Linked DNA regions of Sus scrofa: region 1 is linked to region 2. Evidence: chromatin contacts called from public Hi-C data. All regions are on one chromosome and are shown on one strand. The core of a region is the stretch at or near the end of the contact, and the rest is flanking DNA. Distances in the headings are between cores, read along the strand shown. Region 1 holds the start of CPOX (coproporphyrinogen oxidase). Region 2 has its middle 80 kb from the start of DCBLD2.

The links. A called contact is a pair of places that touch in the nucleus more often than the background predicts.
Region 1: a contact with region 2 is called in a Hi-C map of liver, with 7 times the contacts expected there. The contact joins the promoter of CPOX here to the enhancer-like site in region 2. A contact is called at or near these places in 3 of 5 promoter capture datasets (fetal skeletal muscle and liver), 20 of 47 Hi-C or Micro-C datasets (adipocytes, alveolar macrophages, embryonic fibroblasts and 13 more) and 2 of 2 datasets of contacts at active chromatin or transcription factors (alveolar macrophages and skeletal muscle).

Annotation. Positions count from the first base shown.
Region 1 is chr13:160,330,652-160,334,671 of Sscrofa11.1, forward strand. CPOX (coproporphyrinogen oxidase) reads left to right here and starts at 1,785. Exons shown (of 7, transcript NM_001243844.1): 1 at 1,785-2,389. The coding sequence starts at 1,873.
Region 2 is chr13:159,981,524-159,985,064 of Sscrofa11.1, forward strand. No RefSeq gene overlaps it. Among named protein-coding and RNA genes, the nearest start is that of DCBLD2, 80 kb to the right of the region's middle. Within about 2 kb of position 1,553, at least 1 of the 83 cell types and tissues checked has an H3K27ac peak or open chromatin away from gene starts, as enhancers often do. A contact at or near this core is called in liver, where this site is marked.

The sequences.
Region 1 (4,020 bases), core at 535-3,034, 350 kb after region 2:
TTCTTCAGTCGCCTCTGCAGCATATGGAAGTTCCTAGACCAGGGGTCAAATCACAGCTACAGCTGCTGGCCTATGCCACAGCCACAGTAACAAGATATCTGAGCCACATCTATAGCCTATGTTGCTTGTGGCAATGACGGATACTTAACTACCGAGGGAGGCCAGGGATCCAACTCACATCCTCACAGACACTATATCAGGTTCTCAGCCCCTTGAGTCACAAAGGGAACTCCTTTTTCTTCCCCTACTTAATGTTTCTTTATTCCTCTCCCAAAGAACTCCCAGACCCTCCCTCACTTTGTTGAAGGCTGAACCTTCTCCAGGTTGCTCAGTTCTGGTGTCTCCCCTGCCAAAGGAACTGCCAGGCTTCTGGGCTGGGTTTGGTCCCCTCTTAGTGCTCACTCAGTCCCCACATTCCTTGCAGTGGCCACATTCTAGAATGGTAGTTTTTATATTTCCTTTGCCAACTCAGTCTCACAGGTAAAGCATCCTCCAAAGCAGTTTAATCACTTCTTAATCTAAGCTTTTACCATTTACTGAATCTCTAGAGAGTTAGGCTTGCCCACCCAGCTAACACTCTGCTCCCATGTGAGAGCTGCCAGATGCTGCTGTAATTGGATAAAATACACTGCCCTAAACAACTGGTCAAACATGTAGCCATGGAAGTTCCATAATTACATCTAGCCACTAAGAAAAAGCTTGTAGAAACTACCACTGGTGGCTTAAATAATTATCTGCTGCTTGAAATGAAAATCATCCTGGAGATTTAAGGGACAAAGGAGCCCATGACAATTGTTCTTACACTCATATGCAGACAACATGGAACTGTGGTACGGTTACAGGGGAAAAAAACAACAACAACTATGAAATCTATGTTAGCTTCGTTTCTCATTTCTTTAAAAGCATGTGTGTGTGTGTGTGCGCGTGCGTGTGCGCGCGCGCCTGCGCTCATGTGTTTTGGGGAATAAGGAGGAGTGTGTCCTGCCTAGTTTACAGGAGTTATTGGGAGTATTAAACGTGAGATATATTTGGCAGCACCCTACAACTGCAGGATGATAAATATTTTAAAGTTTCTTATTCCTCGATCACCCAAATACAACAGGTCATGAGTTTTATGCTGGTTTAGAAAAACACTTTTGCTTTTCCTATTGCTAGAACAATCAATTGTACACTGTAGGAGCAAGGCCTGGGAAGATTTTAATGATAGAAATGTGCTATGGTGTTGATCGCAGAAAATCTTTTCCTAGGATTTTCTTAGGACCATTTTCATTAGCTTTTCTGACTCCTTTGAAAAACTAGCCCATAGGTTAGGAGTTTCCCAGGCTCCGCCCCCACCAATCCTACCAATTTTAGAAGATTTAGAGGACTGGATCCGGGACCTTCTATACATAAAAAGAACCAGAATTTGCAATGCTGTTTAAAAGTTGTAAGTCAGGGCAGGAGTCTCTGGGCATATTTCTGCCCAGGTTAGTCCTCAGTCCGTCCAGCCCTACTTTGCCTTCTCCCTGTGGCTGGCTGAACCACAGACCAGAGGTTGTACGTGACAAGAAGGCTTCTTTTATCTCTTCCAGCGCTTCCACGGCCCTCTCCTACCACCGCCACCCGGTTCTCTTCCCGTGGGACCCGCCCTTCTGGCGGCGGTGGATTCTTTTATCTCCCGGGTGCGCCCCTGCAGGCGGCGATAGGAGACAGAACTACAGCTCCCGGCATCCCCCGCCTCCCGCCTGCCGCTGGCAAGCCGACCCGGTAGTAGCTCTTCTCCCGCAAAAGTTCCTTCACCCGGCGCTGCTCGCTCTTTAGGACCCCAGGGAGCACAAGGGCCGCTCTCTGGGAGGCGGGCACTGTCCGGGGTGACAGCGCGGGAGCGGGGCTATGCACTTGGGCGGGCTGAGCGCGGGCCCCTGCTGGCGTGCGGCGCGTGCCGGCTGCGGAGAGCTAAGCGCTTGGTCCCGGCGCTATGCTGTGGGACGCCTCTGCCGGCCGCCTGGCACCACTTGCCCCCAGCAGAGCCGCGGGCTGGGGCACGGCCCCACGACGGGAGGCAGCCCCCGGCTGAGGACCGGGGTGGCGGCGGGGCTAGCGGGGCTGGCAGGGCTGGCCGCTGCCGCCTTCGGGCAGGTGGAGCGTGCGGAGATGGTGCGCAAGAGCTCGGGGACGCCGAGCACCTTGCCCGGGAAACCGGAGGAAGACGACGACGAACTAGCCCGCCGCTGCAGCTGCTTCATGGCCCCGCCTGTGACTGACCTGAGCGAGCTGCGGACTAGGCCGGAGGACATGAAAACCAAGATGGAGCTGTTGATACTGGAGACCCAGGCCCAGGTGTGCCAGGCGTTGGCACAGGTGGATGGGGGTGCCCGCTTCTCTGTGGATCGGTGGGAGAGGAAAGAAGGTGAGGAGGTCGGCCCCTAGAGGGAGGTGGAGATAGGGAAAAGAGGTCAGGCTGGTAGTAAATGACTCAGAATAGGGGATGGAAGTAAGGAAAGGGTACCTGTAACAGCCTTTGCTGGGTTAAAAGGGACACAGTTAAAAAGACTGACACTGACAGGGTCATCAGCCCTCAGCTTGGATTTGTGGACCTAGATCGGCTGTCACTCTAGTACTGGACATTTTTTAAATCTTCTCAATTTTATAATGGCATTTTCCGTAGAAATCAGTAGGTCGCTTTTAGCCAACAAACTTGGATGTCCTAGGTTGTAATTGAGCATAGATTTTTTTTCACATTTCATCTGCTTCTCTGGGTGCGTTTACCCTATCTCCTTTGGAGCTGGGAAAAAAAAAAAAAAAGCTAGCTCCTCTTTACTAAGTGTAAGCCGGTCTCTGGTCTCCTCCAGCTGAGGGAGTTACTGTGTCCTTATGTCCTTTCCCCAGGTTGTGCAAGAAGTATTTGATTCAGCTTGTCAGTAGTTCTGCCAGATGCGCCATCAGATTGCCTGCCAGGAAAATCTTTACCTCCACTGGCAAAATACTTCAGTATTAAAACCAAGTTTTTACAGAGTCCTATATTCATGACCATGTTATTGCCTATGCAGTGGAACCCTACATCTTGGTCATAAATTTAAAGTATTTCTGATTCTTCTTACCTGGGAATACTAACAACAACTTCTCATTAGCTGATTTTGGGCTGTGATATGCCACATTTATTTTATTATTTTATTTTTTTTTGCTTTTTAGGGCTGCACCTGTGGCATATGGAGGTTCCCAGGCTAGAGGTTGAATCGGAGCTGCCACTGCTGGTTTACACCTCAGCTGCAGCAATGTGGAATCTGACCCGAGTCTTCAACCTACCCCACAGCTCATGGCAATGCCGGATCCTTAACCCACTGAGCAAGGCCAGAGATTGAACCCGCATCTTCATGGATACTAGTTGGGTTTGTTAATGCTGAGCCACAATGGGAACTCCCCAAACATTTATTTTAAATGAAATTAAATCTGGTTTTCCATTTTGTAATATTTTTAAGACTGTTGAACCAATTCACAACTGTAAATACTAGACTAGCTGTGTGACCTTCAGCAGTTACTTTTTTTGTGCCTGTTTCCTCATCTATGAAATGAGATTATGAATAATGCATAAATGTATTCTAGGAATAAAATAAGATGAATATATGTGAAGTACTGAAAATTGTTTGACACTTAGAATGCATTGAGACAATAGTTTGGGCCACTTGCTAGCTGTGTGTTTTTGGAGGTGTTTTGCTTTTTGGTGCCTGTTTTCTCATTTGAAATATACAGGTGTTGTACTGGATCATCTTATGTCCCATCCAGCTCTAAAAATTCTTAGAAATAAAATAAGCCAGACATGAAGTTTCATGAAACAACTGCTCTTGTGCTAACTCTAATGTCTTAAAAAACAAACAATCATCTAAAGTGCAGATACTTAAATGTTAATGTGTGTCTCACTCAGTTTAAGCTTCTGAACCCCTTAAGCATTCAAATATTTACTGTTTTTTAATTACCTGTAAACAAAATTAAAAGGCAAAGGAGCACACTGAGAAAAAAAAAAAAACATTTGAAACAATATGG
Region 2 (3,541 bases), core at 303-2,802:
TCTTGATTCATTTTAGTGGGCTGGTTTTACCAGAAAGTTGTCCATCTCTCTGAGGTTTTCAGATTTGTTGACATATAATTGTTCATAGTGTTCTTATGTGTGTTTTTTTTTTATTTCTGCAGTATCAGTGGAGATTTCTCCTTTTTCATTTCTGATTTTGTTTATTTGGGTTCTTTCTTTTCTTCTTTTTGAGTCTGGAAAGTGGTTTGTCAATTTTGTTTACCCTTTTGAAGAATGACCTCTTGGTTTTATTGATTTTTTTTCCTTTTTCTTCTGTTTAATAATCTATTGGCTTTTTAATATCTACTTTATTTTCTCTCTGACCTATATTATGTTCTAAATAAGGCATGCATCACCATGAACTTCCCTCTAAGAACACCTTTTGCAGCATTCCACAGATTTTGTATGGTTGTGTCTTCATTGTCATTTGCCTCAAAATATTTTTTAGCTTCTTCTTTGATTTATCATTAATATTGGGGTTTTTTGGTAACTCGTTGTTCAGTCTCATGTAATTGTTTTTTTCTCATTTCTTTTTCTGTTTTATGTTGATTTCTAGTTTCATGCCACTGTGAAAAGATGCTTGAAATAATTTTTATATTCTTAAATTTGTTGAGGCTCCTTTTGTGCTCTATTGTGTAGTCAATCCTAGAGGATGTTCCATGTGCACATTCTGCTTTTTCAGGGTGTAATGTCCTGAAAATATAAATTAAATCTAACTGTTTTATTATATGATTTAGAATCTCTGTTGCCTTGTTGATTTTATGTCTTGAAAATCTGTCCTTTAATGTGAGTGAGGTGTTAAAATCTCCTACTAGTATTGTATTCCCATCAGTTTCTCCCTTTTTGTCTGTTAGTATTTGTTTTATTTATTTTAAGACCCCAAATAATCTCTTATTCACAGCCTTCTGCATAGTTTTTTAGGTTAACAGACTGTACACATTTTAAAAGAGAATAAAATCATCACTCTCATGTGAATACAAAATGAACACATCAAGGATTTTATTTAACTCAGTAATAAGAGAACCAGTAAGGTATATAAAATGGGAATTTGACTTCCAGAGATTTATATTCTCTATCTGACAAAACTCTCTTGCCTTGCCATGAACAGGAATCATTTTCTTGGCTGCCCTTAGGAAATATTTTCATTATTGAACTCCTAGGGAGTTCCTGTCATGGATCAGCAGAAAAGAATCTAACTATCATCCATGATGATTCTGGTTCGATACCTGGCCTCAACTAGTGGGTTAAGTATCCAGTATTGCTGTGATCTGTGGCATAGGTCACAAACACGGCTCGGTTCTGACATTGCTGTGGCTGTGGTGTAGTCTGGTGGCTACGGCTCTGATTCGAGCCCTAGTCTGAGAACCTCCATATGCCATGGGTATGGCCCTAAAAAGACAACAACAACAACAAAAATTCTACAAGCTAACTTCTATCTCTATGAACCTGTAAGATAACCTAGTCAAAAACAGCCAAAAGCAGGGATGAGTCCACATAGATGAGCTAGCCAGAATGCCTACTAAATTACTAAGCTTTGCACAACTTTCCCCTTCAGGATCAAAGGCCATAGATAAGCCACACAAATATTTTGCTTTTTTTATTACCATTGGGACCTTCACAGAGCATCATGAAAGCTGTATAATGACTGAGATTAAATGATTTGCCAAGCAGGTGTCTGAGTCTCAGATTCAGAGTATTTTGATTAAAAAAAAATAAATTATGTTGATATTTGTTACACCTCTGAGTGTCTGAAATACAATTCATATCTGTTGTATTAAGTTTCTTAAGAACAGAGACATTGATCTACTTCTGTTTTCTTAGACCTGACACCAGATAAATAGGTAATTGGTAAATATTTGCTATATGGATATAATGAATGCTAAGGAACAAGAGAAAATTGAATATTTCACACAGTTAAATAAAACAATTGGGGAAAAGAACTTCTAATCATGAACTATCTCATATGTGTATTCTGCAAATTCTTACCCAATTTCATTGTATTCTGTGTGAGACAGATAATAAGAATCTGATATGGAAACCCAGAGGTTTATGCCTGTTTTCTAAGAAAACTGATAAAGGAAAGAACATCAAGCATAAAATTATTCTCTCTTGTAGGAAAGAAAGTTGTACTTGAAAACTATGCATCGCCTGGGCTCTAGAGAACACTCTCAGGATTATCTGATACTAGTCTGTTATCCTTGTGCTCTTTTGCAACTCTATAAATTGAAGATAAGTGGTAACAATGAAAAATAATTCTTGTATATTGATATACAAATCATGTCATGTCCAATAAAGACTCAATTGATTTCCCTTTCCTTCCTGTGGGGAAACAACTTTTGCCTCCATTTGCACATTCATTTCCATATTCCTGATTTATAAAGGTATCTGTTTCTTCAGATTCTCTAGAACCAGTTATAACATCTGCCTGTTATCCTCATTGTAAGAAGATAGGTTAAGGGGTCCTTGGAGAAAGAGAACCAGGAATGGCTTTCTTGATATAAAAGAAGCTATTTTGGCCTAAGCCATTTTGTGATCTAAGCCAGGCCATAATGATTGCCCTTGAACAGGTCTCAGCAACCATTGTTCTTAAGAAAAGTAAGGGAAGGCAGGAACAAAGGAAAAGCAGTCAAGAAACAATAGTTCAGCAATAAGACAGAATCCTAGTTCCTCCTCAAGGAATATACACCACAACCTGATACAGGTCTTTTGAGTTCTGTAGGAGCTTAAGCCCACACCAAGGTGGAGGATGGAATACTGATGTTAACCATCTGATTTCAATCAGCTGAAGCTTGGGCTCTGTCAAAGACATTTGTCCCAATTCCGTGCTGAATTCTCCTTTGCTCAAGCCTCTTCATGAATATGCATGCACCCTTAGCTTAAAACTTCCTTAGTTTTGCCCTTTAGAGAGATTTTTCTTTGGGAACAATCCCCTGTGTTCTCCTTAGTTCCTACAAGTAAGAATAAATCCTTCCTTCTCCCAAACTTTGACTTAGTAGTGTCTCAACACCCACCAAGATGTGAATTTAGATTTTGGGTAACAACATAAGTTAATGAGCAGAATAAAATCTTTAACACCTATTCATTTTTGTCTCTTTGAGAGTCATGATTTTAACATTTTTTGAAAATTATCTTTTAACACTCTTCACAATAGTATTTGAAGAAAATGAATATGCAATTCGAAACAGGGGAGGGGAAAAAGCAGATAGTGGAAAGGGGACATCAAGCTTTCAAATTAATTGGTAGTTGAGTTTGAAATAATTATTAGTTGCTATAGGATGCATTTAAAAATTTGTGCATATAATATGTGATGCAAGCCCAAGAGGATAGCAATGGTATTCAAATAGTTCTCTGAAAAACTACCTGTAAATATATTTTTAAATTTTACCCCATTACCTTTATCAAAATATCCAGATAAATACTGAGAGGAATCTAATCCAAATGTCAATTTTCTTTTTCTCTTCTTTTTACGTGTTATTCCCTATTTGCTTCTCCTGCTAAATATCAATGTAAAAATCACACCAATGTTAAAATGTGTAATGTT